Linked DNA regions of Mus musculus: all the other regions are linked to region 1. A link is a contact called in public HiCAR-type, HiChIP or PLAC-seq and promoter capture Hi-C data. All regions are on one chromosome and are shown on one strand. Each heading gives the region's core, a stretch centred on a gene start, on an enhancer-like site or on the middle of the called end of the contact. The rest is flanking DNA. Distances are from core to core; before and after follow the strand shown. Region 1 holds the start of Atxn7l3b (ataxin 7-like 3B). Region 2 holds the start of Lgr5 (leucine rich repeat containing G protein coupled receptor 5). Region 3 holds the start of Zfc3h1 (zinc finger, C3H1-type containing). Region 4 holds the start of Tmem19 (transmembrane protein 19). Region 5 holds the start of Rab21 (RAB21, member RAS oncogene family). Region 6 holds the start of Tbc1d15 (TBC1 domain family, member 15). Region 7 holds the start of Tph2 (tryptophan hydroxylase 2).

Region 1 (4,394 bases), core at 1,304-3,803:
TTAGAAATGTGGAGCAGAACCAACTCCTTCCTTGTGTATGCCAGCATTCCTGGCTCTGCAGTAAGTCCTAAGAGGCCGTATCCAAGTAGCAATGGGAAGAAAGAACTCATGACAGGCAGGGAGATATACTAGCAAGGCAGCCTTATATAAGAGAAACACTTAGACATGACACTGCCTTGTAAATTTAAAAAAAGGTTGTTTTTTTTTTTTTTTTTTTTTTTTGTTATTTTCCCATTCCAATCCAAACAGAGGGAGCCATGAGAGATTCTCCTCTAAGGCTTCCATAAAAACAGGTAAAACAAAACAACATAAAAATTTAAAGTTAGAAAACGAAAACGACAACAAAAGGAAAAAGGAAACTTGTGTAGGCTTCGGAGGAGCAGCACTGGAAGATGAGCTGAAATTGGTCGAGAGAAAACCTAGTGTGGCAAGCAGCACCTGGAATCATGAGCTGCACCAGAGAGGCAGTGGAGCAGTGACAGGAACATGGCCAAGCCAGACAGATGAGGCTGGACCCTTTACTGGGGCACAGAATGAGGTAAGAAAACATTTCAAATAAAGCAGCACCTTTCTTTTCTGCTCACCTCAGGACTCCCACCCTCCATAACCCCCCATTTTAGGGACTGAAACAGACCAGTTTTGATATGCCACTCACTTCCCCTTTACTTCTAACCCTGCCTCCAACTTTCCATCAAGAAATATACAGCCCCTGCTGGAAGGAGGTTCTGAGGACCAAGTGATGAACTGCTGTTTGTGAGGGCAGAGAAGGTGGAGACAGTCTCAATCAGCACAGCAGAGGTCTGACTGCCCAGTTGATGAAGGAATTCTGCAACCATACCAGGTAAACCAGGCCTGTTTCAGGGCTCTTAGCATTAAACTCATTCACATTATTGAAGGCAGATGGAAAAAAGTTCCCTCCTGGCTCAATTTTTAAACAGCCTCCTGCTCTGCCATGATGTCCTTCTGTAGGTCAGTGGTACCACTGGAGGGCAGCGACCTGTCATAATGATCAAGTCAGACCCATGGGCTGGTTACATCACCAGTAACTCAAAAGTAGGAAAAAACCGTCCCACCAAACTTATGTCCGCAGTATGTAATTCAAGACATGAGTCTTCCAGTTGGACATGATGTGCAGTCGCGGAGGTACACTTCATCCTCATAGCATCAAAAGAAAATCTTCAGCTGTTTGAAAACCACCTTGTCCTTTGCCAAACCTTTGCCACTCAGTAGGATGGAAAGACAGGTCTTCTGATGAGCCAAAGGCAAGGCCTTGTCCCCACAAAATGCTGGACCTTTGGAAAACAGGTGATTTGGAACTTCTTGAAGACAAGGGCACAAGGGCTTCCCATCGAATTCAAACGGGAATATTAATATTTTTAGTATTTAAGTCACATACCTGACTTCTATTTGTATCAAAGAGGCCCAATTGGAGGCTTAGAAATCAGAGGAGCAGTCCACCGAAGCTGACTGATCAGGGCCTGACCATCAACACCATCTAAAACTTCGAAGGAGGCCCATGACATCAGGCAGATGCAGAATCTGAGAAACAAATAGAATTGTATAGGCTGGGTACACAGCTGCTCACCTGTGTACCGAGGACAGTTCAGGGTCCTTGCACATCCACATGTATTTTATACAGCTCAAAATACAGCACGACGCCTCTGGACCTTCTTCTGCCCAGGATTTCAGAGCTGGCATGGGAGACCCTTTCAAATGGACCGGGATTCCTAAATTCTCCTCTTTGGGTGTTTTGTTCGTTTTACGCCTTCTCGGTTTTTTTTTTTTTTGTATTTTAATGCTAAGATCTTGAAGGGGGGTAAATGGGACTTTTGTTTGCTTTTCCTTTATTTGTTGATTTAATTTTTTTTCTCTCCAACTTAGCTTATTCCTCCAAAGCCACGGGGACCAGTCTCTATTATTGTCCTGGTCACTGTGTCGCCCTCTCTCAGGTGGTGACTACTGGAATTCCGGAGGTGAACGCTGCAGCTCCGTCTGGGGCCCGTCCCCGGGATCCCCAGGAAGGGAGCAGAGCGGGAGGCGGCACGCGCCTTTGTCCTCCACTGGCTGGATGCCGAAATCCTTCACGCTCCCAGTGTCTGCAAACTCCAGGTAGAAGTAGCCACACTTGACCGCCCGGTGCACCTCAAAGCAGAAGCCCAGGCAGGAATCCTCTATCAGGTCTACATAGATCTCCTGGGCGATGGCCTCCAGCTTGTTAGTATCCAGGTTGGCCAACGAAATCTCCTCCATCTTAACCGGCAAGCGACCGTGCGGAGGGCGCTGGCTTTACTCACGGCACACTCGGGCTCCGCTAGGCCTGCAAGGCCTCTCCGGGCCTCGTCCTCCGGGACGGCAACGGCGACGACGGCGGCGTCCGCGGCGACAGCAACCGCCGCTCCGGAGCCCCAACGCTCGCTCGGCTGCGACGATCACCCAAGTTCGGGATTCTGAGCTGCACCCGAGCCCGGCTCGCCGCGAAAACCGTCTCGGCGCCTCACCCAGCCGTTCGGGCCTCTTCCTCTCGCTGACAGTCTGGGCCCGCCCCCCCACTTCCGCCCGGTGCTGCGCCTGCGCACTGGCTCCGCGCGGAGGCTGGGCTTGGGCTCGGGCTCTGGCGCAGTTCGCTGGCCTGGGAGCACTGTTGGTCTGTGCGAGCCAGTGGCGACAACTGGCATTCCTGCCTGTGTCTTTTTCTCTCTCCCGGTTCATAAAATGTTATCGACGATGCTATGGTATTTTGTTTAGGGCTTTAAACGTTCACTAATGCGTTCACCTGTGTTTCAATGATTTCTTACGTAAAAGGAGGAATAATAATTACTTGTCCAGTTGTGTAATCAATCGAATAATGATTTCAGGCATGTTTATCCACATACGACTGAAAATTTGACGTACAGGATTGGCTTGCAGTAATTTACAGTACTGCCGCAGTTGTCATTTAAATCCACTAGATGATGCAAGGAAACAAATTGCCCTATAGTTTATCTTTGAGGCTTTCTTTGAATGAAAACAACTAGAATCCTGACACTAAAGGCATAATTCAAATATATTGATCAAATAAACCTAAGGCATTTATCTCACTTATAAGACCATTAAGTCAGCGTGACTGTAAAGAAATGATTATATACGTCTCCAAATGTGCTACAAGATAAAAATGATGTGCGCTTAGTTTGGGGGAGGCAAAGAGGAGGGGGAAGACTTTCCTAAAGTTACACTGCTTTCACTGTGAGAACTGGAACCGTCCCACCAAATCCTCTGCAGCCAGCTCCTAACAACTTTTCTCATTTGACTCAAGCAAGTCCTTATTCTGTCACTGATAAAACACACTACTAACCACAATGGATCAGAAGATGCTAGCTAGCTATTCCTAAAAAGATTAGTTGTGAATTCAAACATAAGGAAATCACTGTATTCTTTCTTTACTTTTTTCTTTCTTGTTCATTATTTGATCCTCCTCTGCAACTGCTCTACTTTTGCAATTTATCAGAAAGAACTGTGGCTAAGGAAAAACTCAAATCCTCCTTTATAGCTTTCTTATGCAAGATTTCCAGATTAGAGAAAAGCATAAGATGATCATATTTTCCTCAGTACAGAATTACCTTACACTGATTGATTTAGAGTGCAAACTATTTGTAAACAACTGTATTTTCTAGTTGTCTATTTAATTAATTTAGATCTCACAAATTGGCAGATACAAATCATTTAGCTTATGCTACTTAATTTTTTTCTGCCCAGAGTTCTTTTTTTTTAATTTAAAAAAAGACAGAACTTTAAAAAAATTGGACTTTTGTATAATCTAGATGTTCTAGATTCAAAAAATTAACGTATTGACACATTGTGGGATCTGGACATACAATAAACCATGTAATGTTTAAGAGTACATGTTACTGAATCAGACTGCCTCCTACAGTAGATGCCTATGCGAATCTTGTATTGGGATCTGTTTTCTTGACATTTCAGGAATAGGTGTCATCACATAGTTTTGTAGTGAGACACATAGCAATACGTATAAGAATTTTCACATGGTGCTTGCATGATGTATACAGTGGTACAGACTGCCTAGTTAGATAAAGAAAATATAGTTAGGACTTCAAGCATCTTTGCTTTAAACTCTTTCCTCTTCAAACTAAGTGTAAAACTCTACTTTCCAGGTCTAGTACAAATTCAGAGACATTTGTGAAGTTTAGACTTTTTTCTGCAGGTCTTGGTTTGGGTCTGACTGTCTAGCTTCATGTCTAGCATGCTTTGACATTTGCTGGTGCTAACACATTTATTGCCAAACAAAAGTTCTTATTAACAGACAACTGTCCTTTGTCATTATCGATGTATAATTTGTTCATGCCAGGTCATTGAAAAATCTTTGTTCCCTTAATTTGACAAAACAAATAGGAGATTGT
Region 2 (4,394 bases), core at 1,001-3,500, 2.7 Mb after region 1:
CACTGCACTTGTCTATAGTCAAATTTCCGCAGCGTTGGGGGTGGGGGTGGGGGATAGCGTAGTCCCTAAAAGAGAAATCACCAAGCTGATCTCAGAAACAAACTGGAGAACACATTATCCCTCGAATTACTGAAGTTAGCGGTTAAACTAGGGAGGCTGGGGGGAAGGGAAGCGTATTAAAGTCTGTGGTAAGACAGCTGTTCCGAAGGAAATGTAAATTCGGAGAGAACGCTTGTTTCCCAGAGCAGAATTCCATCCCTAAAAAAATTATCACCGCATGTAATGATTTCAACTGAAGGGAAACCCGGTGGGGAAAAATTATGTTCTATCCAGTCAAATAAGAGTGACCTGAATAGTTTCACGGAACACGGAGGTGCCCAACACGGAAACCTAGGAGGCTGGTCTCTTTCTTAAGTCACAATATCAAAACAGGTCGAACGATATTTTCTGTTGCTCATTGTCTCCAGAAGAAAAACAAAACAAAACAACCACTCACTGCCTAGCAGGGGAACATTGTGTAAGCCTGGTGTTTCTTCCCGCAAAACTCCTAACCAGAGGGGGGGAAAACCGAACTCACAACCATTTCAGTCAACTCCTGCCAAGGTAACATCAGAGAAAGCCGAAACTGGGAACACAGGGTTTGGAATGGGCTCGGCGAAATGTCTTGATTTTAAAAAAAATAAAGACCACAAATTTATTTCACCTCATAGTTAGGAGATCGGGTTACCTCAAGGTGGCCTGACCCTGGTCTCTGGGCCCCAAGGAACCGAGCTTCAGATTTGAAGGAGAGTCGGGAGGAGTACTTATCTCGGTCCCACAGAGATGAGTCGCTTCTGAGTCACCTCATCTAACCCACCACCTGTCACCCTCCCGCCTGGGCTTCTCAGAGACCACATTATTAAGGAACCGCAGCTTTGGTTCCACGGTCGGGGATTTGGACGCCATAGCAGGAGCAGAAAAGCTAGGACAATTCCCAGGGGCCGATAGAAAGCTCCAGGTCCCCCTTTGGATGTCAGCGGCGCCCCTGTTTACCCGCCCGGCTGCCTTCAGCCCACTTCCCTTAGCTGCGGCGGGGGAGGAGATGGTTAAAGATTACAATGTGGCCGGCGGCACTTCAAAGGGCGGTTCGGCCAGCCAAAGGTAAAGATAACGTTCTGGCAGCTCTAATCGGGGGTTTGTGGTTGCCACATTTTAATCACTTTGTTTAAAAAAAAAAAGGAAGAAAAAAAGAAAAGAGATTTCACCACACTCCAGTGTGTGGGGGGGGCGGTGTGTGCAGAGCAGCACCCCCCCGGGGGGGGGGTTGAAGAAGTTGTGTTTCTCTTGCAGGGAAAGTTTTTCAGCCCAGACGCAGAGGTCGCGCCTGTGAGCAATAGGACAGCCTGCCCTTGGGTCCCAGGTCCCTGAGCACAAACCCCCACTCAGCACACAAATGCGCACATTCGGAGGGACTGGTCCTGCGTCCTGCCAGGCGCGGCACTGCAAAGCAGCCTGCGCACCGGCTCTCTGCCCCAGTGCGCTTTAAGCTCCTTCTCCCAGGGTACAGAAAGCTAGGCTCTGCTCTGTCAGAGAGAGAGACACGTGCCTTTCTCTGGAGGCACAACAGGTCTGGTCAGAATGCCCTTGGCAAACTCGCCTGCCCCCTCCGGAGCAGGCGTGTGCCTGTGGGGAGCCCCAGCCGAGGTTTCCCACCTATACCCCATCCCTTTTGAGCTCGGTGCCCGCAGCGAGGCGGGGGGGGGGGTCACTTACAGGTAGGAGGTGAAGACGCTGAGGTTGGAGGGCAGCTCCGAGAGCCCCAGGTCCGAGCAGTCCACCCTGAGCAGCATCCTGCCATCCAGCTCACAGTGACAGTGTGATGGGCAGCCCCGCGGTATCGCATCTGGTCCCGGTGAGCTGCCGGCGGCCACCAACTGCAGCAGCGCCAGCAAGGACAGGAGCATGTGGACGCAGGAGGTGTCCATGGTGCCCGAGACTGGGAGCAGAGAGCAGGGAGCCTGTAGAGGGCAGCGCCGGGGCTGATGCAGAACCGAGGCGCTCCGGGCTCTTCTCCACCGGCTTCTGCAGCTCACCAGACGTCTGCAACCCCAATGGGCGTCTGCCGGGTCGTAGCCCCGTGGGGACCGCGCAGAGAATCGTGGTCCCACCGGCCTCGGGAGCCCTCTCTCTGAAGTCGCCGCAGTGGCTGTGAGCGTTGTTGCTGCTGCAGGCGGTCTGAGCTGTGTGCAGCAGCATCTCCGCTCGCACGCTCCTTTTTTAAAGCGCTCCAGCCAAATTGCGCGCCCAGTGACGTCAGCGCAGCCCTGCTTTCCAGGCACCCCGAGCCCGGCCTCGCTTTCCCTCCTCCCTCCCACCATCCCTGGACCCGGCTGCGCGGGCGGCTGGCAGCCTGAGGTCTTGGGGAGTGCTGGGCGCTTCCAATGGGTGGGTACCTGCACCCAGCGTCCCGGGCCCGGCAGGGGTCCCCCACCTGCACCCATCCTCTACAGTTCCTGGGTACCCGCGACTGAGATGTGAAAGCTAAAGGGGACTTGCTTCAAAACAACCTAAGGGGACACTTAGGGACTGAAAGATAACACAGGCTTTCTCTGGTCCATGTCAGATAACCTAGGGGGATGCATGCAGTGCTTGTTAAAAGGACCAAAATCTGATCCGAAAGATTGGCATCACAGAAGGAGAGCAGGAGTCCCCCGGGAAGATGGGTGGCCTTTTTGATCCTTCCATCAGGGCGCTGTCTGGCTCCCTCTTGCTCAACTATCAAAGCCTCAAAGAAATCGCTAAACAAATAAAACTAGTAAGCTGGTACTCCAGGGTCCTCCCAATTCACCCTGGACCAGGGAAGCAAACTGGCTTTAAAAAGGCAGCGGCCTCGGGGTGGGGGTGATATTCTCACGCTGTTCACTTGTGGAGGGATCTTAAAACCAAGAGCCACCCCACTCAGGTGAGTCTCCTAGGCCTCCTTTCAGACACCTTGGAAGAACACTAATGAAAGAAGGAAGTTCTTACACACCAACAGGGAATTCTGCTGGGAAAAAGGATGAGAAGAAAGAAGAACCTGAAGATTTGGTTCTCCCTCCCCCCCTCCATTCTTCTCTCCCTCCCTCTCACTCTCCCTCCCTCCCACCCTCCCTCCCTCCTCTTCCCTTTTTCCCTCCCCCCCTTTTGGAACTAGACCTCAGTGAAGTAAAAGTCGACCACACCTGAGCGAACAGCTGTGGATTTCAGGCCAAGCCTACTTTGCCAACTTTCCCCTCTGGACCACAGGAAGTCCGGTAGCCCTTTGGCATTCAAGTCCACCTAGATTTGATTCTTAGTCTGTCCAGTGGAATTTATCTGAGAAACTGAATTTTAAAAGCAGGAAGACTTTCCTTTATGTGACATATTTATCACCTTTTAGTCCTAGGAGTGGTTCCTAAACTTGCCTCTTCACCTGCCTGATATAGCCATATACGGATACATGCATATTTATGAACTTATATTATTTCATTTGAACCTATAGTCCGAGTATGGATTTTTGTTGGGTGAGGCCTGTTTTCAGTAAGTTTGTGTTTCTCCTTGATAAGGTTTGGGGGACGGACACACACACATGCACACACACACACACACACACACACACACACTTGCAGAGCGCAGTCATGGTCTTTCTCATCTTATTCATTTATTAAGGGAAGAAATCACAGCCTAGGATCTGGGAAGAGTAGTTCCATGGAGAACCATGCCATGAGTTAGACTTGGTTTCTGGGAAGCCAATGCATTCCCCTCACTGTGTTCTTTCCCTTACCTCCTCTCTCATTCACAATACACCCACTGCGCCTGTCCTCTGCCCACTCTCACTGGTTTTTGTCTTTTTCAGCCATTCCATCCACACTTAGACAATGCTGACTCATTACCTATTTTCCTTCCATTTAAAAAAATGGAACTGGAGACTCTCACTCTTTCTGTGGATTGCATGGGTACCTGTAGGGATACAATCGGAGATGTCTGCAGTGTCCTAGACCTTAGTTACCTTTCTTTACTCAAGGATCATTTATCTCAAGTGTTTAATCAACTTTAGCTTGATCCCTTTGAGGGAAGGGTCTAGGCATGCAGAAATGGTTGTGCCCACAATCTGTTTAAAAGCACCAAACAACGCCCTTTGATGTCAGTGTTACCCAAAGGAGCATAGCGTTGCCGTGGAGTGGGTCGGGTAGAACTGCATGTGAATCTAGATTCTTCCAGCTTCATGGTGCTTGATCGCAGACCCCAAATGAGCCAAGTCTCAGTAACCATTCCGGTAAAGTGGTGGAGGTGTTATTTATCTTGGTTGTTCTAGATGTTACAGTGTCTGGAACTTGGCCCATGCCAAATTTACAAGCCATCAGTGATTTTCCTCTTCTTTCTTTTTTTTTTTTGGG
Region 3 (4,394 bases), core at 1,047-3,546, 2.5 Mb after region 1:
CTCATATTTATTTACACATTCTTTTGAGATAGGCTCTATGTAGCTCAGGCTGGCCTCTTCTTCCTCTGGTCTGGGGTCACAGACATGTACAAACACACCAGGCTTGGTTGGGCTCCCTTTGTTACAGCTCACTCAGCTCCCCTCTTCCAGTGCTCCTGTACCCCTGTACCCACAATGACGGATGCATCAGTGTTTATTTCAGTTGACATGTAACGTAATTTCCCCATGAAGGAAACAGCAGATAGATTTAACATTCTATAAGGCTTCCTTCTCATCAAATTCCTCTCTGGCGATGTGCAACTGGCACTTTAAGTATCACTCTTAACTCTCTGCAGCAGCCAGAAGGCTTTTTATTATGTAAATCTAACCGTGCCCGTCTTTTCATAGTCATGGGGCTTCTTCAAGTACTCTTGGAACAAAGTAGAAAACGCTTTAATATAGAAGACCAAATCTCTGTCATCCTTTGGTGTCATCTGACATGTCACCTCTTTTGTGAAGTGTCCTTTGACTTTCTGAGGCTAAATTAGGTCTCTCTGAAAGTCTTTTCTGTGGCACTCAACAGAAATTATGCCGCACTCCTCTATTCAATTCTAAAGTCCCCGAGGGTAAGAACTATCTACATCATTAGCATAATGTCCGGCAATTAGGGACCCAGTGTACATTAGCTGTAAGAACGAATAAAGCACTACATTTGCATGAAATACTTTAAAAACAAACATCAGAGGGATTTTGAAAGTGGCAGCTTTTAGTTAGGGGATGCACGTAGTAACAGTGAGGTAGGAAAAAGAGCAAAGATATTTCTAAGATCACAAGGTATAATGGTACAGCATATAAAATCAGAACTGTTTTCAGTTTAGTTTTCAGTATTTCTTTTCTTCAGGCAGTTGGCAGTTCTAGAAGGAAAGGTGACCATTTACTGAGTGCCGCCTATTATATTCAAGTCGGTGTTCACATGCTTTGGAGTTTGACTTAACAGAATTAAAGACATGACTGTACGTTCAACCTGTGTGTGAGTGCGTGATTCTGTTCAAGAGAGAGTTTCTATTTGCTCTTTGATAAACATTGCTTAATTAGATTGACTCAGTTACCATGTGTGACTATTAGAAATGTTTCCCACGTCAATTCCAGTAGTGAAAATTGCCTAATCTTAACTCGAACTCAGCAGGCTTCTAAAGTGATTTGTTGGTTTGAACCCTTATGGCGTCATTCTTCTTAAGGCATGGTCTAAGATATAAAAAATAAAAGAGTAGAAAATAAAGGTATACTCATCACTTTTTAATGCAAGGCATAGTAACTCGGGTTTCTTTTTCTTTTCTTCCTTTCTTTCTTTTTTTTTTTTCAAATTTGGTAAACTTTCCTCGGAAAAGGAGCAAATGTTTCCAGATGTGCGGACCCACACACAAAGGACAAGAGCGAGGCTCCCCTTGCTCTTCGCAGCTGGGCAAGTGACCAAAGTCAGAGGACCTTGTTCTTCTGACACGACCGAGACTCAAGACTGCCTAGGCTCCCGTTTCCGTCACCCCGCTCCCCTCCCAGGTTTACCTGTGGAAGCTGATGTTAATGTGCTTGTTGTAGGTAGCAGCACAGCCCGCCGCGGCGCAATTGGTCGGCATTTCCCCGGGCCCCTCATTCGGCGCCACCTTACGCCACTTCGGAGGCGCTGCCCGCTAAGCAAGCTTCTGTCAAACGCTAGACAAACGAGGCAGGCGACCCCGCGCCGCCAGCTCGGTGCAGAGCGCGGGGAGGGCAGAGGGGCGTGCACAGTACCGGGGTGGGAGGGAGGGCCCACTCTCCTGTCTCTTTATTAATATGGCGGGCTTAGGCCTGCAGAGCCAACGTGCCGGAGCTCCGGGCGCAGACAGTCGCCTTCACCAACATGGCGGCCACACCCGCTCCCCGCCCTCCCCTACCTCCCGGGGTCCCAAAGAGACTAGGTCCAGCGTCTCAGACGGGGGCCCCCTAGCAATGAATGAGAAGATGGCAGATGTCTTCCCCACCGACTAATGACTCTGAAACTCAGGTCTGCGGCTGAAAGAGCATGTCCGCAACCCAGACACTAACCCCTTCCTTCCCCGCCTGCCACCTCGGACGGGATGCTAGGGGACAGTTAAGACTGCAGGGACACAAGGGCGAAGCCTGGAGCAAGAGGAGACTACAAATCCCAGCCAGCACCGCGGCGGACATGGGGGTGGGCGCTTCCTGTCTCGCAAGACTCGGAGGGTCGCCTTCCGGCGTGCCGCAGGAAATGACGCTCGGGACCCGGCCTCCTTCTACAGAGGCTTTCTCGCGAGGCGGAAGAGCAGCAAGGGGGCGCTAGGAGAGGGAACTGGCGAGCGACGGTCCGACGAGCGAGAGAGAGCGATCTGGGGTGCGGGGAAGTTGGGGAGCAGAACCTGCCGGGCGTCCGAGCACGGGAAAGGCCGCGCCCGCCGGGTCCGTTAGGACAGAGGGCGGAGGAGGAAGGGGAAGGCAGGCGGCGGTCGGGCGGTCCCCGGCCGGAGGGCTTCAGGTCGTGTGGCCAGCGCTGCACTCCGGATGGCGGCCGCCGCCGATCCTTCGACCCCGGCCTCTAGCGGCCTCTCGCCGAAGGAAGAAGGGGAGCTCGAAGACGGGGAGATCAGCGACGACGACAACAGCCGGAGCCGGAGCAGCAGCAGCAGCAGCAGCGGCGGCGGGCTGTTACCGTACCCGCGGCGGCGGCCTCCTCCCCCGGCCCGGGGCGGTGGATCCGGGGGAGGCGGCGGCGGCTCCTCGTCCTCCTCGTCGTCCTCCCAGCAGCAGCTGAGGAATTTCTCACGCTCACGGCACCCGGCCGAGCGGGGCCAGCTCAGGGGACCCAGCAGCTACCGACCCAAAGAACCGTTCCGGACTCACCCGCCCCCAGGGCGGATGCCGTCGGGGTCCCTGTCGGAAAGCAGCCCCCGGCCGTCCTTCTGGGAGCGGAGCCACATCGCCCTGGACCGTTTCCGCTTTCGAGGCAGCAGGCCTTACCGGGGTGGGAGTCGCTGGAGTCGGGGGCGAGGAGTGGGGGAGCGAGGAGGCAAGCCGGGGTGCAGACCTCCTGGAGGAGGAGGATCAGGAGGAGCGGGATCCGGATTCGGCAGCAGCCAGAGCTGGCGAGAACCCTCTCCACCCCGCAAGAGCTGTATCCTTAACGTGGCGGTCCGCCCTGGGTGTGTCGCCGGAGCTCCCTTTGGCGTCATGGCTAGGTCCCGGAGTTTTTTAACTTTTCAGAACCACTCATTTCTCTCCCCCGTTCGTCGGCGGTTGTCACGGGCCGCACTCCACCGCTATTTTCGTAGGCTGTTTGACTGAATGGGTGCCTTTTGCTTTTGGATAGGACTGTGTCATGGATTCGGGTCAGCTAGGGAAATGAAATACAGTCTGGGTTTTTAAACAGGACACCAACAGCCCAAGTTTTGTTTGTCTATTTGTTTGTTTGTTTCTTTTTTGCAAGCCCTGGGATTTCGTATTTAACAGGAAATCGACTTAGATTATTAAGGAAAAGAAGTACTCAAACATCTGGAGGAATACTGTTACTTTTATTACGTCCTGACTTTAGAGTTCGTAAAGTTTTCCTCTGTAATTCTTACTGTTCTTGTGATTTTTTTTTTCTTAAATTTGTAGTTATTCATCCCCGTTGCTGCCCTTTGTTTTCTGTGTTTGTGTGTGTGTGTGCACGCGCGTGTGCAGATCCTTTATTTTTACCAGTTTTACAATTCAGCTCTTTTAAATTCATAAGTAGTTTGGAAAGCTATATGCATTAAGTTCACTCTCCTATGTTGGCTTTTTGGCTTTATAACTTTTTGTGTTGCTGACATGTAGGTCAGAGAAAGATAAACTTCCCAGCACTTTAAGCTTAGTGTGTTAGAAAAGGAGAGATGGATAGGGAGGGTATGGGCTAGTGGAGAAGAAATGTCCTAATTTCTGCACCCTCTCACCTTATTCTCAGTTATCTTTAACATTACTAAGTTTACTCGGGATTTATGCTAAGAAATTGTCAAAAGCTTTCCTGTTTTTATGAGTTTATATGTCCTGACTTCTACTTTTTAAAATAATTTACTAAGCACTCTCATTACTGGCTATAATTCCCATGATGTGATGACTGTTTAATATATTTTCTATAAAATGTACGTCTGACACTTGATTGGAAGATACTCAAAATACTTTTTATGGAGAACTTTAGGCCAGCTGTGCTTCTGCCAGCTGCGTGATATTGAGCAAGGAATGCATAAAGAACAGATTTTGGTTCCTGTGTCCCGAAAAAGCTTTTACTTTTATTACCTGTCATTGTTTTAGAAGCATCTCAAGATCGTTTTGGAGAAAAATCACAGGTAGGTAACCTTTTAAAAGATGATGAATGTTCTTAATGAAGATTAGAAAACCTTTACCCA
Region 4 (4,394 bases), core at 555-3,054, 2.4 Mb after region 1:
TCTCAGAAAAACAAAAACAAAACAAAAAAACCAGTGTGTGTGCATGTTTATGTGTGATGTGTGTGCCCGAGTGTATATGTATTTGTGTGTGTGTGTGTGTATAGATAACATGTATGTAGAAGTCAGAATAACTTTGAGTTGGCCCAAGAGTTCCTGGGGGTTCTCCTATGCCTCCTCCTGCCTAGGAGCACTGGAATTATAAATGCGTTCTACTGGGCCCAGCCTCATGTGGGTTCAGGAGATTCAGACTCAGGTCCCCAAGCTTGCACAGCAAGCACACCCAACCCAGAGTCACTACCTCAAGTCCCCGTTTTGAAATGTTACAGATCTCACTGGAATGTTGGCCCACATAATTCCAGAACATAGGAGCCTGAGACCAGAGGATTTGAATTTGAGATCACCCAGGGCTACAAGCTGGGGCCTTGTCTTAAAACAAAACAACCCAAACAGGCAACAAACAAGAGTTGGATATGGAGCAGCCTCTGAACACATGCATGGGTGCACAGTATATGCAAAACCCTGGATTTAACCCCCCCCCCCACTCTAAGAGCCAAATCCAAAATAATCCTTTAGAACCATCACAGGACCAAGGTATATAATCCGAATATATTAATGCCAAAATGAAATCCATCAGCTTGTACAATTAATATATACTAAGGGAGAAAAGTCCGTAAAGTCTTGTCTTATGTTGAAGTGTCCTGTAAAGTCATATACGATGGTTGGAGGTTGTAATCCCAATACTCTGGAGGCTGAGACAGGGATCAGGAAGAATTCAGTAGCAGGAGCAGTAGTAGGAGCTAAGACAGCAAGATTTGGCTTCATGAGAGCAAAGATGTACCAAGAAGCCAATGGAAAGACCAAGTGGCTGCAGGGTACGGTGATGATCAAACCGGACGAGCAAGAGGACAGTGTCTGCACGAGACCTATCTATTTGTGTGAAGTGACAAATTCTTCAACTTGCAAATGAAAAGACTGTACCTCCTTTGTTATTCTCACGGGATTATGAAACCGCTACACCATGGCAAATCTTAAAAAGATAAGCATCCCCCAAATTGTTTCACAAAACTACCTTTTATGTCTCCCCCCCCCCCAACTAAGGTAAACAGAAGTAATTATTTGAGACATGCGTTTTGTGATAGGTATCATTAAATATCAGCACAAGAAACATCATGGAAGGCTGTAAAGTTCTCTAGACATTGTTTATCTTATCACCGTAGCAAACCAGATTCAGGTTTCGGCAGTGAACATAACTGTTCTTAACCATTTACATATTTTTTGGATTTTGAAGTCGTAGTTTAAAATTCCACCCATTAACTTCTAGCAAAACTTAAAACACTTTTACTTACCATAATAGGTGCTAGCAGTCATTGACATAATCCAGAACGCTAGGGAAATGCAAATGATCAGGCTCAGTATTACTATATTGGTAATCATCTTTATATACCTTTTGCACGTAGTGTCGTCACTATCTGTCATGGAAAATAGAGCTACGAGCACCTGAGGGGGGGGAATAGATAGCATTTCAGATGAACCAAGTCATTCAAGTTTCTTGCAACAATACTCCTTTAGAGGCATAGAGAAATACCAACATCTTCCACCAACCGAACGACAAAATAGAATCGTAAATCCAAAACGTCTAGTCACTGCTGCAGGCGCAGCGCTCCGGCTCGACCCGGGGAGGTTAACGCCGCCCTTGGAAAAAGAAGGTGCAGGGAGGATGCACAGAGGACCCGCCAGGCCAGCAGGGAGGCCGGCAGCTCCCACCTAGAGGGACCCGGAAGGAGCACAAACGACCGGTGGCCAATGAGCGGCCAGCACCGCGGAGCCCCGCCCCTCCCCGCCCTCGGACCCCCCCCCCGAGCTCCGCCCCCGCACGGCGCGCTCCGCCCCCTGGGCCCCTGCTCCAAGTCTGCCCCAGCTCCACCTCTGCCGTACGCTGCCCGGGCAAGCGAACCAAGGCTGGGAACAGCGCGGGCGAGCGCCTTTACGTCCCCACCCCGCTGCCCCGGGAGTCGCTCTGGTCTCTCCGCGACTCCCTCCGTGTACGCATGCGCAGCAGCCCTGCTCCGCTCACGTGACTCGTCGAGGCGGAAACCCGGCTTGAGTTTGCTTAGTGTCTCTTTGCGGGTCGGAGTGCTGTTTCTAAAGCACCTCCAAAATAGACGTTAGGACAAATTAGGTCTTGGGATTTGTGGACAGCCTAGACTTGAAAAAAAAAATGTCACCAGTAAGGGTGGTGTGGGTCACTAAAACCTGCCATTGATGGAATAATGAACTGCGAGTGAATTTAGAGCCAGTAATGGGTTGTAACTTATGAAGCATTCATACCAGGCGATAGGGTGTGGACGACGTAGGAGTTTATCGTTAGAAGCGAAATTACTTAGAAAGTAGCTTAAAACAATGGCTTGGCTCTTAACCTGGGCCAGACTCAACTGGTACTGCGGTATGTAAACATAAATATAGTTCCCACGGTTGAGCTTTTGTATAATTACTGTTCTAACACACATTGTGGAAGTGTCTGTCCCCATCCACTCTATCTGTAAAAGTAACTTATTCGTCTGATGTATTGTCCTCTTGTAGGGCTCACTGTTGAATAAGCTCACCCTTTATAGTTCTTTCTAGAACTCTGGCTGTCTGGTTCAACCTAGCTGTTCTGGCTCAAACTCCTCACCAAGCTGCCTGATTCAATCTGGCTTCTCTCAAGTTCCCATTGAATTGTTCTGCCTAGCCTCAAACAACTCTGGCATTTTGTTCTAATCACCTGGCTCCTTCTTGTTCTCTGGCTTTAGTTGACTCTGCTCACCTGCAATGAACTTCATAGACTTGAAACAAACAAAAACCACAACCCGAACTCAACTGCAACTGCACCGCACTCCTGGCACTGCCTCCCACCTCTGACTAGCTGTCTCTCCCTGCACTGGGGCTCTTAAAATAGCTTCTCTTTCCTGTGCTGTCCTTGTAAGATGCATTCTGTCTCTGACTCATTCTGTCAAATCTTTCGATCTTTGTTACTTTGTCTGGCCCTCAATTAGACATCACTTTCACACCTGGCTCCTTCCTTCTAAAAACGAATTTGACCTTAAAGGACTGTACTCAGGTTGTATCCGTGTTCCAGGCAGAGGGGTTAAAGGGATGTGGCCTGTCTGCGATCTAGCCAGATCATAAAGATCTAGGTCTTTGGATGTAATCCCTTGCTAGAGGAGCCATCTTGCTGGATTAAAATTCCTCTACAATTTCAAGGGTGTGTATCCTGTCCATTCATTTATACAGCAGACCATCCTATTCTCAGATAATCCGAGTCTTGGGACTGATTTCACCTTTTATACATGGGTACTATTGTGCCAGTCCCATGTGGTTCTGGGGATTCAAATCCTGTTCTCAGGCTTCTACAGAAAGCACTTTATCCACAGTGCCATCTTCCCAGCCCCAGTATCAAAACAAAGATCTCACTAGATGTGGTGGCGCATGTTATTAATCCCAGAACTCAGGAGGCTGAGGTTCATTGGGAGTTATTTTGTCCAAGTGAATAGTAACAAGCTGACAACCACATATTTCCGAAGTGTTTCCAGCTACTTGTTGACAGTGTGGGAGGCAATGGAATTATTTAGATATTGTACACAATTGTGACATAACCCAGTCAACCTTTAAAAGCTTACATTTCCACTGCTGGGGGAAGGGCTTTTTCTTTCCGGTCAGGCTATATTTCTTTTGATGTACATGGGATGTCTGGTGGCTGAAACCATTTTGTATCACGGTGGGACACATTTGTAAAACTTCATGCTATTTTAAATTTCAAAATATATGCCAAGACTGTTTTTCCTTTGGTAGAACACAAAATAGTGGCTTCAACCAAAATTATTATATATCCTCTGTTATCTATTCTTTATAGTGCAAAGACTGGTCTGATTCCATGATAAGCTTCAAATTGGCAGTTAAGGAGACTAGGCCTACATTTCTGTTGCTAAGAACTGGGGAATTCCAGGCAAGTCCAGACCTCAGAAGCTGCCCCACCACTTGGCCTGAGGCAAGGACAATGGGTCAGCAGCAGTGTCCAGATGTCCTCAGCTGCTTCCTCAGTCAACAATTTCCAGGAACCCCCCCCCCCAGCAAGTTTTCAGCCCCCACACTGGTAATAGAATGTCCAGAGATGGACACAACAGATTAACAGAGAGGTCACCTACCTCAGAATTCCCTAATGTGCTTTAAATCAGGCCTGCACGTTCACTTGGGTGTCTCTCTATCTTGGTAATGGGGAAACCCCAGCATGCTGAACTTCTGCAGAATAAAACACTCTTTGTGTTCTCATACTATTTGAGTCCCGGGTATCATTCTCCTGTGAATCATGGATCCTGACATTAGGCAAAAAATTGTATTACTTCAGCTTGCTATCTGAC
Region 5 (4,394 bases), core at 1,325-3,824, 2.4 Mb after region 1:
CACATGACTGAGGACAGTGAGCCACTAACTAGCTAGGGTTCCTGTCCTGCATCGTTCTTTTAATGTTTCATGAACACTTTGAAGAGGTGTCTTGAAAACAAAGCACTCTAAAGAATACTTTAAACACAGAACTACGGTAAAGTGCTTGGAACACAAAGCACTTTAAAAGGATAAGTAGTTTGTGAAGGATTTTCTCTCCCACCTCTGATGCAGCATCTGCTTACAGATGATACAAACTTCTCTGGGGGGGGAGGGTGAGAACGAGGTGGGGAACTGCTACCCCCCCCCCCCCAAGGAAGGAATCCCAGTGCAGTTTCCTTGTGTTAGTTAAAACCTTGGCTTCTGTAATGGAATCCTTACACTGTCTACACTGAGTCACATAAAAATCTCAGCTGTGATGTTACCTGTCCTGAGATCCACCATAGCCCACCTTCCCAGTGTGGGTCAGACCGGCTTCTTGCCACAGACCTGGAAATCATTCATCACCTTTAGCACTGAGGCGTCTTAGAAAATATATAATGTGAGCACAATTGTTTTGTGTGTTCTTTTGAGACAGGGTCTCACTGGGTAGCACTAGCTGGTCTGGAACTTATTCTGCAGATCAAGTTGGCCTCCAACTCAAGAGATCTGCTTGCTCTGCCTCCCGAGTCCTGGGGTTCAGGACAGACAGGTGCCGCCACCGCTGGACTCCACAGTGCCATTTTTAGGCTGAAGAGCTAAATTAATTTTCCAGTTAAGCTTTCAACTGCAAGACCTTTTTCTTTCCTCTTCCAGTGTAGAACAAAGAGAAGTGTGAAATGGGTTGTTTATTAATCTCCAGAGGCGGTGAACCATACCGACTCAAATCTAGCCAGGCCTGAGCAAGCGCGGGCTCCGCCATACTGTTTATGTGGGCATTATCACCTGACATTTCTTTCGGTGTTAGGCTTTATAAGGGATTGAAAACAGGTGTAAAAATAGGGACGGGATCAGAACTGGAGCATCCTTGCACACTCTACACTCAGTTGTTAAATAATTGCACCCGACATCAAATGTCACACTCATTAGCTTATGCATTCCAGTAGCATCTGTGTTAATTAAGATCTATTGTCAAGTCTGAGGGGTAATAAGTGTTTATCCCCCACTTCAGGTGCTAAGTGCGTTTCCTTATTTACCTTGACAACTCTGTGCACTAGATATAATCATTATGAGTACAGTAGCAGTAGAAACCCAGGGATGCACGGTTAAGCAATTTACCTAAGATCACGGGGCTATGGAAATAAATGGGGGTAGGATATGGATCCAGACGCCCAAACTCAAGATCACTAGCTTTTTTAGCCTCTGGACAGTCTGATCAAGACATGTTAATAGATAAATTCCTTCGAACACATGCAAACTGATTTTTTTTTTTAAGGAGACCAGGGAGATCGCAGATCCTTCAATGGCCTGGTTTCACTTTCAATTACATTGTAACACTTCCACACTTCCAATGGAACTGTAGAAGAAAGCCAGCGTTTTATGGCCTGACAGTAAAGAAAACGTGTAGCAGCAGTGCCTAGATTTTTTTTTTTTAGTTTGAAGACCGATTGCTGGCCACTACGCAACACGATGTTTCAACGCGGATAAGATCAAACCCCAAAGAATAAGGAAGCCACACGTCCGGACACAAGAAGGCTGCAAAGAAACGGGGTAACCGACAAGCAGCAAACAGTCGTTTAAAACAAAAACAAAAAAACCCTCCAACGACGGGTGTTTTACCACTCCATTTACTTTGAAAGCAGGACAAAATGGAACTTGCATAAACACTTAGTCATCAGTACGCTCTGGAAGTTACAAACCACCTCGTTCGCAAATTCTAATCCGTATCCGAGTTCCTACTTGGCGAAGAAAGAAGAAGGGCTGATGGTCTCGGAGACCACAGAGTGAAAACACCTGGTGTCCCCAGCCGAAGCCCATCAGAGGGGAAAACCAGCACGCAGACCGGGGGACTCCCCGACCTGCGCAGCCTCCACCGGCAACTGGGGACTTTTCCGGGTCCTCTCCCTCCCCACTGTGGGTCTTGACATCTACCGTGTGCTGAGGCCCGCGGGTCCCCAAAGCGATTGCAAAAGGCAATGGGAAGGCAGGGAAGGGGGTTTGACAGGCCAGAGGCAGAGGAGCGGGCGCGGGTCCCCAGCCCGGCTCCCCGGGGTCTGCACCTGCAGGGTGGTGATGTGCTTGTCGTTGAACTTGTTCTCGCAGTAGCGCAGCACCAGCGACGTCTTCCCCACGCAGCCTTCCCCGAGCAGCACCACCTTGAAGGAGTAGGCTCGGCCCGCCGCCGCCGCCGCCCCGCCGCCGGCCGCAGCCATCCCGCCGCCGCTACCCCGCCGCCCGAGCCCAGCGCCGCGCCGAACCCCGCACCGCCGCCGCCGGGGCGCCCGCTCCTCCCGGGCCCGGCTCTTTCACGCCCCGCCGAGCCCGGTGCTCGCCGCGTCCTTCCGCGGGCGAGGCCTGCGAGGGCCGAGAGAAAGTCCCAGAATGAAGGGCCCCGGCCACCACGTCAGGGACCCGAGGCTAGGGGAGAGCTGCCTCTCCTCCCTCTAATGGCGTCTCCTTCCTCCTACGTCACACCCCTCGTCACGTGACCGCGGTGGGCGGAGTCGGCGGCGGGCGAGCCTGGGCCTGTTTCCGCGTCCGCACGAACCGGCTCAGCATCCCGGGAATCCTGCGGTGGGAAGGAGCTGATCTTTGCGATCTGACCCCACTCTGATGGAATAGAATACAGGACATGATCGCCCGGCCCGAGGAATGGTCCCAAAGCGGATAGCCATCACACCAGGGGTCATCACACGCAAAGTCCGGCCAAGGTGCCCTTGAGTCTCTTTCTCTGGGCGCACAAATCCGGGCTCATGAACTTTACAGTTCGTCCACACGGCCAGGTCCTCGAGTCATCGTCCAGGTCTCAGCTTAAACCGGAAAGGCTTCCCTGACCACCCAGACCTTCCCACATCCTTCCATCCCTCTTACTCACTTCCTCACCGAGATATTTCCTAACAATGGTGCGCCTTCTTTATCGCTGCTTGCCACACTCGGTGGAATTCCGATTCGGTTGTAGGTTTAAGAGCAAGGATTGCAGAAGACTTAACTTCTCTCCGTTTCCAGCCCTAAAAGCCCAGGCTAAGAATAAATGCGGTCCCATCATCAGTCATCACTCCTGGTTCCCCAGGATTTCTGTCTATGCTGAGTCCACTTTGATGGGTCTGGTTTATTGGACGATTGCTTATTTTTTCTTCCTGTGTTTCCATTTTATTTCATGAAATACACTTTCCAAGAAAGCAACCTGGTATTTCTGAAATTTTGTAGTTTGGTGTCACTTAAAATAAACTTTCATCTCATCAGACTAATTTTACACTTCAACTTAAAGGCAGCTCATTCGTTCATTCAACGAGGGCGTGAATGTAGCCAATGCTTGCCATTCTCTGTGTCGCATTAGATACAATGTCTCTGTCCTCAGAGAGCTTACATTTTTAACCAAGGAAACAACGCATGCGCAATTTACACACTGCATGCTTTTTAAGGAGAAGCAATTCAGAATGTTTTACAAAGATACATGGGAAGCTAGCTGAGTTAGCGTCCTAGAAGAGCTTCCTGGAGAAAGCTGCCTTTTGTTAGGAGTATCTTCGGCAAAAAGGAGAGCCGTGAAGTAGAAAGGAGCATCCGACATTGACGTGTGACAAGAAGTCAGACAAGAAATCAGAGACATTACCTTTAAGTTCAAGGCCAGCCTCTTTTGAATTGTGAGCTCTAAGCTAATTGGAGCTACATAGCAAGACACCATTTCAGTAATAATAATAATGATAATATTTACAATAATAATGCAAATAGGAAAAGAATTTGTGATGTAACTTGCAAGGTATCAATTCAAAAACAGTCTTTAACCTGGTACAGAATGTTATCGGGTCCTTTTACAAAATTATAATTAGAAAATTGGACAAGGCTAAAATTACGTATGTCTCTCTAGAATCAATCATTTATAAGATTATCTTGTCAATTATTTTTATAAATGAGATTATATTATCTACTCCTTATGCTGCGTAGTCTTACATCAATTTGACATACAAACTAGAGTTATCTGAAAGGAGGGAACGAACCTCAAATGAGAAAATGCCACCATAAGATCCGGCTGTAAGGCATCTTCTCAATTAGTGGTCAAGGGGGTGGGCCCAGCCCATTGTGGGTGGGGCCATCCCTGGGCTGGTGGTCCTGGGTTCTATAAGAAAGCAGGCTGAGCAAGCCATGGGGAGCGAGCAAGTAAGCAGCACCTGTCCATGGTCTCTGCATCAGCTCCTGCCCCCAGGTTCCTGCCCTGTTTAAGTTCCTGTCCTGACTTCCTTCAATGATGAACAGTGATGTGAGAATGTAAGTCAAATAAA
Region 6 (4,394 bases), core at 1,371-3,870, 2.3 Mb after region 1:
TTAGGACTATCTCCTTAATTGGTGCCATAGGATAAGGACATTTATTCAGCATCCAAACACGATGTCTTGGGCTACAAAGCTAGCACAGCTGTTAAAGGTTAGGCTCTCTACCAAAATGACAAAACTATGACTTCTAAAACACGGTATTTCTCAATACCCAAAATAAGAATGAAAAACAGATAGCTCCCACCCATACCAAAATACTATATCCTAGGTTTTAAGAATATCCAACCAATCAACTTCAGGGAAGCTGAGGAAGCAATGCCAGCACAGCACCCACTCCCAGTCAGGCCACACGGGGTGCATTTAGTAATGATCCCCAGAACCCCACATAAGGCCGGTACTGTTACCGTATTACAGAGGAAACAAAAGCAGAGACTGGCTGAAGTCACTAGAAAGTGGCTAGTTTATAAAAGAAAATCTGGCTCGACTCTACACTCTTAACCATTACCTGTCTTTTATTACTCTGAATAAAAAAGGTTAATTTCCTTAATCATTTCCAGGCCTTAGATGCAAAGAAAAGCATGGCCATCTGCAGTTTCTCTCCACGCTGACAATTAGAACTGGCAGCCTAGAGTTTGGTCCTTCGGTGTGGGTGGGGCTTGCCTTGCCCAGTTTAACTTATCACAATAATCTTGTGTCTTTGTTAACATCCACGGAGCAGCCGGTGGGAAACGCAGCCAGGTGCATCGCATGAAGCAGATAACCCTATATTCGCACAAGCTGTCTCTCTGCATATAAACTGCCGATCTAATCTCCGTACCTAGTGGTGGTTCCTAGCCCACTGTGAAGGTGTCACTGACAGAGCCTCCTGTAAAACAGCAGGGCAGACACCCACACACAGAAACGCCCCCGAAGACATCTAGGAAACAAACGTTTTCATAAAGGCTTTTCTAGATGAGCCCAGCGCGGTGTCAATCGCCAGTTCCCAACCTAACGCCCGCAACCATTAACCATCTGGGTAATTTTTCGAACAGGACCCCAAGCTCTGAGGACACAGCTGCAGAGCTCCTAGTGACAGTCACCTCAGTCAAATAAGGTGATGAAGCAAAGTCACAAAAGACAAGTTAAGCTTGGGCAGTCAGTCTGTGAACGGTACTAATGACTGTAGAAGGTGGGCAGCCCCTTAGGTCTCAGAACTGCTTTATCGAGGGTTCTTTTCAGAATCCATGCAAACTGGAAAAGAGAAGTGTAGTTTAAGTTGTGAAGATCTCATCTTGGAAAGTACCAGATTGGCCCAGCCCAAAACACCAAGATAAACTTTCTAATTTGTAATGAATCAAGAGATGACTAGCACTCATCTCAAATAAAAAAGACCAAAAATATTTTAAAAGGGCAAGGATATAAGTATACCCTAAAAGGATGCCCAACCAATTTTTCGAAAGAGCAAGACTACGTAACGTATAAGCGCTTCTGTTGCGTCTACCCCTAAGCACTCCAATACAGGATGCCCGGCATCCCTTCCGTTCTGCAGATAAAGACGAAGAACAGAGAAGCCTCAATTATCCAATTTCCCAAGGTCACAATTCAGATCTGCACCGAAGATAAGGCCGGTATTTGTTATTCCACAATCTAAATCTGCACAAACGCTGTCAAGTTCAAAACGAGGAGAAAAGCAGCGAAACATACTACGTGGAACTGAAGGAACAGCGGAAGCTATCTGCAACAAGTAAACAGGTCTTAGTGCTCTGAGTCATTACCAGCCGGTCACTGACGTTTGCGAAATAACTCGCCACTGGGAAACGCAGTCAGGTGCATCGCATGAAGCAGATAACCCTATATTCGCACAAGCTGTCTCTCTGCATATAAACTGCTAATCTAATCTAATCTCCGTACCTAATGGTGGTTCCTAGCCCACTGTGAGGGTGTCACTGACAGAGCCTCCTGTAAAACAGCAGGGCAGACACCCACACACAGAAACGCCCCCGAAGACATCTAGGAAACAAACGTTTTCATAAAGGCTTTTCTAGATGAGCCCAGCGCGGTGTCAATCGCCAGTTCCCAACCTAACGCCCGCAACCATTAACCATCTGGGTAATTTTTCGAACAGGACCCCAAGCTCTGAGGACAGAGTTGCAGAGCTCCTGGTCAGCTCCTCTGCATGGTGACTCGACGCCTTCCCCCAAAGACGACAGAGAGCCAAGCAAGCCAGGGTGGCCAAAGGCTTTTTACAAGAGAAGGTTTTACGGTCGGAAGGGCAGACGTAAAGAACCAGAGTCACAGGGGGAAGGAACGGATTCAGGGGTCCCCGAAAGGATCCGCGCTGCGGGGCAGAGCCGGGGACAAACGCCCAGGCCTGCACCGCCTGGGAGCAGGAACCGTCTAACCCCGCGCTCACCCAGCCAGCACCCCGGAGGGGCAGCTCGCACCCCGCGGAGCCCCTTCGCTGTCACACGCCGGTCTCCTCTGAAGCCGACCTGGCTCGCCTGCCCCTCGGCGGCCGCCCGCCCGCCCGCCAGCCGCAGGCCACCGGTCAGGAGCACCCGCACCAGCCGGTGCCGTTACTCACCTTCCCGCTCACAACACCCGCCGCCGCCATGTTCCCCCGCGCGTGCCTGGTGATGACGTAGCACAACCTCACGTGGCTCTCGGACTCACAACAACATCCGGTCGGGCTAAAATAACATCCGGGCGGGAAAGGGGCGGGGAGGAGCGGGAACAGCAGTTAGGCGCATGCGTGGTGAGGATGCTAAGAGGGTGGAGCCGTCGTGCCGTACTGCGCGTGCGCGTGCTTCCCCCACATTTTAAATAGAAGTCTACGGCTTTTGAAGTTTGCTCGGGCGTGGCACTTTTAACTTGGGGAACGGCTGGCGAGTCTCTTGGGTGTGATGGAAGGAGCACCTTGTTTAGACCCAGAACACGATGCCACAGCTTTCTTGCTTTAAATAAGTCACGGTAAAATTGGAATCGCCTTGAACATCAGCCCTGGAGCTAATACACGCAGAGACTTTTCCCCTTGATATTAGAGGATTCTGAACATGAGTATTGTTGCTGTCACTCACGCATGACCTTGAGCATGGTATTTTTATAGGAACTGTAGTTACTACAAGGCCCTTTATCGCTCCAGAGTTCAGGGTGCCTCCACAGCTTAGTGGTTATGATTTCAATTCCTAAAATTCACCCAAGCATCTGCATGTAAAGGATCATGTATGGCCATACGGATCTCCCCCATGTTTGGAAACAGATCGGTAAACTATTAAGTTCAAAATCTAATTCCTTCTCAGCGCAGCACCCTGAGACTTAGCTCCGGTACACAATAAAATTGACATCTTAGAGCAGTTAGCAATAGTTCTCCACCTACCTAATGCTGCGACCCTTTAATACAGTTTCTCATGTTTTGGTGCGGACCCCACCCCAACCAAAAAGTTGTTTTTGTTACTACTTCATAACTGTAACATTACTGCTATTATGAACCGTAAAGTATCTGTATTTTCCTATAGCCTTAAGAGACCCCTGTAAAAGTGTCGTTTCACCCACACAAGAGTCGTGCCTGCCCGCTGAGTTAGAGCCTTTTCAGGCTGCCTGAGGTAACAGCAGAAAAACGTGATCTGCAGGTTCTGTGAGTATCAGGAATCTAATCGGGGAGGGAGGTGCCTAAGTCTTACAGGAGAATGCATGCTTAGCCCCAGGAGGGACTCTGACCACCAAATATCAGAGATTCCAAGCAAGCCCTAGATCCCAGTGCCCAAGTTCTCACTGCTCGGTAAAGCAACGCATCTGCCAGCCATTAAGGAAGCAAGAGCGCAGTGAGTTGACAGCGAGAGAGCACAGGGGCTTATCAGTAGACCAGACTTCCCCAAGCCAACTGATTGTGGGTAGTAACCGGAGTCTGAATAATCAAAACTAGATTCTTCTGCTATCTCAGAAGGATGGAGTAATGTGGTTAAAGGAGAAACCTCACTATATTGTCAAAACTTAGCAGTGTCAGAATATAATGCTAAGTAATAGCAGTTACTCTACAACTTTTTGTAAATTTTAAAGAACTAATGTCTTAAATATCTAACATAATATAACATGGGCCAAACATGCTAACAGTCCTGAAGACATCTTTTTTAATTTTTGTAAAATTAAAAATAAAACTTATTTCCTAGCTGGGTATGGTGGCCCATACCTTTAATCCTAGTGAAAGACTCCGAGAGGAGCCCCTCGCTCAGGCCTCAGGACAATAGCGGACACCCAAGAACTCACGACAGACCGAGCTTGTTGCAAACCACATGAGGCTTTATTCGGGAAAGCCAGAGCTCTGGGGACGACTCATATCCCACGCAGGGGTAGAGGAGTCGACCTCGAGGGGAAAGAGTTCCCAGTTTTTATAGGCCCTCAGGGGGGGAAGGAGAAGGGGGAGATTAGGGGATTTCCAGATCTAAACAATGTCTATTCTCAAGAAATGGGTA
Region 7 (4,394 bases), core at 1,296-3,795, 2.3 Mb after region 1:
TTTTCTACTTTAAAGCTCACATTTTTGAATTACAGACTTCATCTGGCAACAAGTAACAGAGTTGCTATTGGCTGAGTCTGAATTAATAAATCACAGCTCACATAAACCTGCTTATTTCACTGTTGGGCAGAGTAAACTCCCTTTTTAAAGCTTTGTGACATTTGGTTCCTTTGACTCTTTTGCCATGTTACCCAGAAATGCCTTAATGACAGGGAACAAGTCTATCACCAGGCACATAGCCACCTTGAGGATACAGAAGAACGAGTGCTCTGTGTTTACCTGGAATAGTCTAAGTGCTTTCACCAGCCCACCAACTTCATTCTTCAAGGAGAACACTACCGCTGTCTTGCTGCTCTCTGTGGTGTCGCCTTTGCCGGGCTCTTTGCCGCTTTTCTTGTCCTCGCTTTTGATAGCCTTATTTTGCTTCAAGAAAGTAGAAGCACAAGAGTCAGTTCTACCCCAGAGGTTTCAATGATTCAATTTATCCAGAGATTCCTCTTAAAAGCTGCAAGCCCCACCCATCATACCAACTCAAAGTGGAGTTGCCTTTGGACCCAAGTCTGAATCTTCCTGCTCACTGAGGCAGTCAGTGACAGAGCAGCGTGCCCAGTGAATCCCTCCGTGGACAGTTGAGTCTGGAAAGTGACTACTACGTTTCAGCCACATATAGGACAGGCAGTTGGAAAGGCATGAGAGAGAAAGAAAACCAGCTAGCTAACCATTAGGGGCACACACGACAATCTGAGTAATGACTAAGTTCTTCCAGCTAAGGATAGGAATAACAGAGTCTAGCAAAAATCAGAGCACACTGCAGAACTTGAAAAAACAAACCTAGGAATGTCCCATTTGACAGACAATGTAAGATTATGGTGCAGAGTTGGGCAAACAGAGATCTGTCTTCCTGGCTAATGGTGAGGTACCATAGTCATACCAGTCTACTACATCCTCGTGGAACTAAGACCTGCACATTTACATGGAACCCAGTGGTAAGTGATTTACCATTGTCTTCCTCCTATTTCACTACTGGCTTTATTTCCATGCATTAAGATAACCTCCCTCACCGAGTTTATATATAATAGGAATAGATATTTTATTATTTATGAGTTGAGGGAGAGAAGGAGTTTATGCTGGCACTGGTACTTGACAGTATATTTAGCCATTAGAAGCTCAAATGTCTTCCTATTCCCAACATCTGCTCCCCCCTCTCCAGGTAATGCCTGTGTCTCATATGTCTAAGGTGCATTTTTATGGGAAAGTGTCATACATTAACCATAACTGAAGGGCTTCGTGGTTTTCTTCTTGCCGTTTATTACAGCTTCGGAATTCCTCAATGTAACACCTCATACAAATATTCATGATACTTGAGTATTAGAAAAGCTATTTTACATTTTGGCCTCATTTTCGCAAATCGACTTAAATAGTGCTAAGAAAGTTGCTGTGACTGTTTTTCAGCGTTTGTGGGTAATAAATAGAATGGACATACTTGGAGCTATGGCATTAACCCAATTTTTCTCTGACGAGCTGAATTTGCAATTGGTTGATAAACAGGAAGGACAACGGTGAAGCATCCCTTAAAATTTTAATGACAGAACCTTGGATGTGTATTTTATTGCATGTTAGCAAATCAAACCACTGTGTTTATTAAAGCTCATAACTGTTGGTCAAATTAAGACCTAAACCTTTGCAAGAACTGTAACTCTTCAAATACCATTCTTTAATGTTAGTATTTTAAACACACACACACACACACACACACACACACACACACATCTTGTAAATATTGAAGCAAACAGAATGCTTCCTTAACTCTTCCATCAATTAAGCTTTAAAGGGAGAGTAATGTGGCATGCAGGGAAACCTTTGAAGGGCCCTGGTTCCTCTTTTATTCCAAAACCTGCACTTAATCTCAAGAATACACATATTAGCTCTGTAGGGCATAGGAGACAATATTGCCTTGTAGAAACCAGAGAGATGTATTTAATTCTTTCTCCCAAATCTTCCTTATCAGCCTTTCAAGTTCTATACTTTGAAGGAGGAGTGAATTTAGCACATTGGTTCACATAATCTTTCATTCTTCACGATAGGGAACTTCACTTTCTATTTGAGGAGAGTTTATCTCCCAGCAACTCGCCCAGCTGCTTGTACTTTGTGGAGAGCTGAGGCAGACAGAAAGGAGGCAGTAAGACAAGACGACTGAGGAAAAGGGAGTTGAACTTCATGCTTACTCTACAGCAGGTGTCCATATGGTGAGGTTAAGACCATTGATGCCCTAGAGAACACCGGAGACTGCCAGATACTCGATACTCACTGTTAAGCTGCCAAGTAGCTGATGATCTTCTGGCACAGCAGAATCCAAGGACAACCCTCTCCTGGCCCAGTATTTACTGGAAAACATCATCATTGCGGGCTGCATGGCTCCCGATGTAATTTTCTTTCTCAGCAGCAGGGGGGACCAGAGGGGCGGCCTTGGCAGAGATGAAGGAGGAACTGCAGTGGCAGCTGCCTGCTCGGGGCGCTGTCCAGAACCCTGGTGCTGAAGAGCAGTGCGCTTCCTCCCCTCCCCGTGTTCCTTTATATGAGTGACTGAGGACTGATGGAAAGCTGATTAGAAAAAACTCATTTCTGGTTGCTGATGGCCACAGTCAGATTACACGTCTGAAGCTTGGGGTTATCTGTGCTCCTGATGAGATTTGTTTGTTTCGTAGGTCGAGTAGCTCTTTGGGAAGAGATGGAGGGGAACAATACATCAGGGTTATTATTTTTTTTTCTTGCAACAAAACAGCCGTCGTCTAATTTTGAATCTCAAGTCTGCTATTGGAAGGTTACCCTCCGTCTTTAAGTAACTATGAATTTAAGTGCTTTGTATTTTATAAAAGTAAAAAAATAACTTAAGAAAGGCTTTTCTGCTGGCATGACGTTACATTATGCAAATTTTACCTGTGTGTGTGTGTGTGTGTGTGTGTGTGTGTGTGTGTGTGTGTGTGTGACGGCTTTCATAAGAAGTCTGCTTCCAAAACCCATGGTGTTTCCATGTAGAAGGATATTCAGGCTTTTGAAATTCGAGGCTTGAACTTAGCTCAGATGCTAACCTTCTAGAATGTTCTTCATTAAGTAAGAAATATATGGAAATGAAATGCCCATAGGCCCATCATTCCTTTGATACTCTTCTGATACAATTTTATTGCTCTCCATCTATGACCTGATCAGACCCAGCAATTTGACAGGCATAGACAAGATTATATTTGTACTTTTCCAACTTTAGAAAGCCACAGGAAAGCTTGACAATCCTTTGAAGAATGGAAAATTCTTAAGCAAGAGCACATGTTTAACTGAAGAACTAACCAAAATCTGGGACCTATACAGTTTGATTATGTAGAAAGCAGAATGAAGGTTCTTCAAAGCAAGACTGTATATGTTAACATTGGTTGGATTTTAATTGTTTCTGGAGACTTGAGGGTTTAGGATTTTTGTTTGATCCAACTCTGGAAATAATCATCCAGCTTACTTGTCCTCTGAAAACCAGCACTGAGCAGCTAATAGGAAAAGCAAGTGTTAATAAATGAACCGAAGTAATTATGAAAAATGATGGTTGACAATGCTAATTCTGGACACTTTCTATGCATGTTTGTATGTCAGAACAGTCATCATAACAACACTCACAAAGAGTTACTGATTGTGTGTGTGTGTGTGTGTGTGTGTGTGTGTGTGTGTGTGTGTGTGTATGCATGTGTGTGTATATATGTGTGTATGTATACTAAGGCACAAAAGCTGTAGGTAAATTAACAAAGGTTCACGTGCTCACACAAATAAAGAATGTTCAAAGTAGGATTTTAATTCAGGCAATTTTGGCTTTCTCTACCATTACACTGTACAATCTCCCCAAGTACTCCAAATAAGGAGAAGGGTGTGAAGAAAAGTGGACTCAACGGATCACAGACTATAGAGCTATACATAAGAACAGATGTATAACTCAAAAACTTTTTGTTGAGCTCTGAGTTTATATTAAGCATTGGGAACTGAATCCTGAGGATGCAAAGAAGTGTCCAACACAGCACTGACCCACAGAGATCACAGTCCATCTGAGAGAATCAAGCTGTGCAATAACCAAGTAGAACAAAGAGTGTCAACCTCTCTGCAGAAGACACAAAAAGCACAAGACACAGAGTGGTCAGTACTACATATGCTATGGAGTCCTAAGACTCTTGAGGGAGTTATTTGAACTGAATTTTTTAAAAGTGATTTTGGCAGTGTCATAGGTAATGGAAAACAGCAAGGGGATGGTCTAAAATATAGGGAACAACATAACAAAATGTGTAGGAAACCATTATTGTTCGAAAATGGTGTAATCTAGATGTAGGGAAAGGATGACAAATTTAAAAGAGAAGCACCATCTA

The links. Promoter capture Hi-C pulls out the DNA fragments that hold promoters and counts their contacts. HiCAR-type assays count read pairs that join an accessible place to other places. HiChIP or PLAC-seq counts read pairs in DNA pulled down with a chosen protein or histone mark.
Region 2: a contact with region 1 is called in a HiCAR-type map of astrocytes, with 5 times the contacts expected there. The contact joins the promoter of Lgr5 here to the promoter of Atxn7l3b in region 1. A contact is called at or near these places in 2 of 39 promoter capture datasets (hippocampal neurons and liver) and 1 of 115 datasets of contacts at active chromatin or transcription factors (astrocytes).
Region 3: a contact with region 1 is called in a promoter capture Hi-C map of hippocampal neurons, with 5 times the contacts expected there. The contact joins the promoter of Zfc3h1 here to the promoter of Atxn7l3b in region 1. A contact is called at or near these places in 2 of 39 promoter capture datasets (hippocampal neurons and liver) and 3 of 115 datasets of contacts at active chromatin or transcription factors (astrocytes, cardiomyocytes and extraembryonic endoderm stem cells).
Region 4: a promoter capture Hi-C map of hippocampal neurons shows a contact between it and region 1, with 5 times the contacts expected there. The contact joins the promoter of Tmem19 here to the promoter of Atxn7l3b in region 1. A contact is called at or near these places in 2 of 39 promoter capture datasets (hippocampal neurons and liver) and 2 of 115 datasets of contacts at active chromatin or transcription factors (astrocytes and stem cell-derived neural progenitor cells).
Region 5: a contact with region 1 is called in a promoter capture Hi-C map of embryonic stem cells, with 3 times the contacts expected there. The contact joins the promoter of Rab21 here to the promoter of Atxn7l3b in region 1. A contact is called at or near these places in 5 of 39 promoter capture datasets (the C10 cell line, embryonic stem cells, hippocampal neurons and 2 more), 7 of 115 datasets of contacts at active chromatin or transcription factors (astrocytes, craniofacial prominence, embryonic forebrain and 4 more) and 1 of 9 other capture datasets (adipose tissue).
Region 6: a contact with region 1 is called in an H3K4me3 HiChIP or PLAC-seq map of embryonic forebrain, with 14 times the contacts expected there. The contact joins the promoter of Tbc1d15 here to the promoter of Atxn7l3b in region 1. A contact is called at or near these places in 7 of 39 promoter capture datasets (the 3T3-L1 cell line, frontonasal cranial neural crest, hippocampal neurons and 3 more) and 4 of 115 datasets of contacts at active chromatin or transcription factors (astrocytes, embryonic forebrain, large pre-B cells and 1 more).
Region 7: a contact with region 1 is called in a promoter capture Hi-C map of hippocampal neurons, with 12 times the contacts expected there. The contact joins the promoter of Tph2 here to the promoter of Atxn7l3b in region 1. A contact is called at or near these places in 3 of 39 promoter capture datasets (the C10 cell line, cranial neural crest and hippocampal neurons) and 4 of 115 datasets of contacts at active chromatin or transcription factors (astrocytes, embryonic forebrain, embryonic limb bud and 1 more).

What each region holds. Positions count from the first base shown.
Region 1 is chr10:112,926,473-112,930,866 of GRCm38.p6, forward strand. It overlaps Atxn7l3b (ataxin 7-like 3B), which reads right to left and starts at 2,554. Exons shown (of 1, transcript NM_001033474.2): 1 at 1-2,554. The coding sequence starts at 2,250. The coding sequence ends at 1,957.
Region 2 is chr10:115,585,530-115,589,923 of GRCm38.p6, forward strand. It overlaps Lgr5 (leucine rich repeat containing G protein coupled receptor 5), which reads right to left and starts at 2,251. Exons shown (of 18, transcript NM_010195.2): 1 at 1,753-2,251. The coding sequence starts at 1,964.
Region 3 is chr10:115,382,663-115,387,056 of GRCm38.p6, forward strand. It overlaps Zfc3h1 (zinc finger, C3H1-type containing), which reads left to right and starts at 2,297. Exons shown (of 35, transcript NM_001033261.2): 1 at 2,297-3,145. The coding sequence starts at 2,536. Thap2 (THAP domain containing, apoptosis associated protein 2) reads right to left here and starts at 1,773. Exons shown (of 3, transcript NM_025780.4): 1 at 1,543-1,773. The coding sequence starts at 1,613.
Region 4 is chr10:115,360,463-115,364,856 of GRCm38.p6, forward strand. Tmem19 (transmembrane protein 19) reads right to left here and starts at 1,805. Exons shown (of 7, transcript NM_133683.4): 1 at 1,590-1,805; 2 at 1,347-1,497. The coding sequence starts at 1,476.
Region 5 is chr10:115,313,017-115,317,410 of GRCm38.p6, forward strand. It overlaps Rab21 (RAB21, member RAS oncogene family), which reads right to left and starts at 2,575. Exons shown (of 7, transcript NM_024454.1): 1 at 2,178-2,575. The coding sequence starts at 2,330.
Region 6 is chr10:115,248,873-115,253,266 of GRCm38.p6, forward strand. It overlaps Tbc1d15 (TBC1 domain family, member 15), which reads right to left and starts at 2,621. Exons shown (of 17, transcript NM_025706.3): 1 at 2,510-2,621. The coding sequence starts at 2,539.
Region 7 is chr10:115,182,477-115,186,870 of GRCm38.p6, forward strand. Tph2 (tryptophan hydroxylase 2) reads right to left here and starts at 2,546. Exons shown (of 11, transcript NM_173391.3): 1 at 2,309-2,546; 2 at 280-423. The coding sequence starts at 2,413.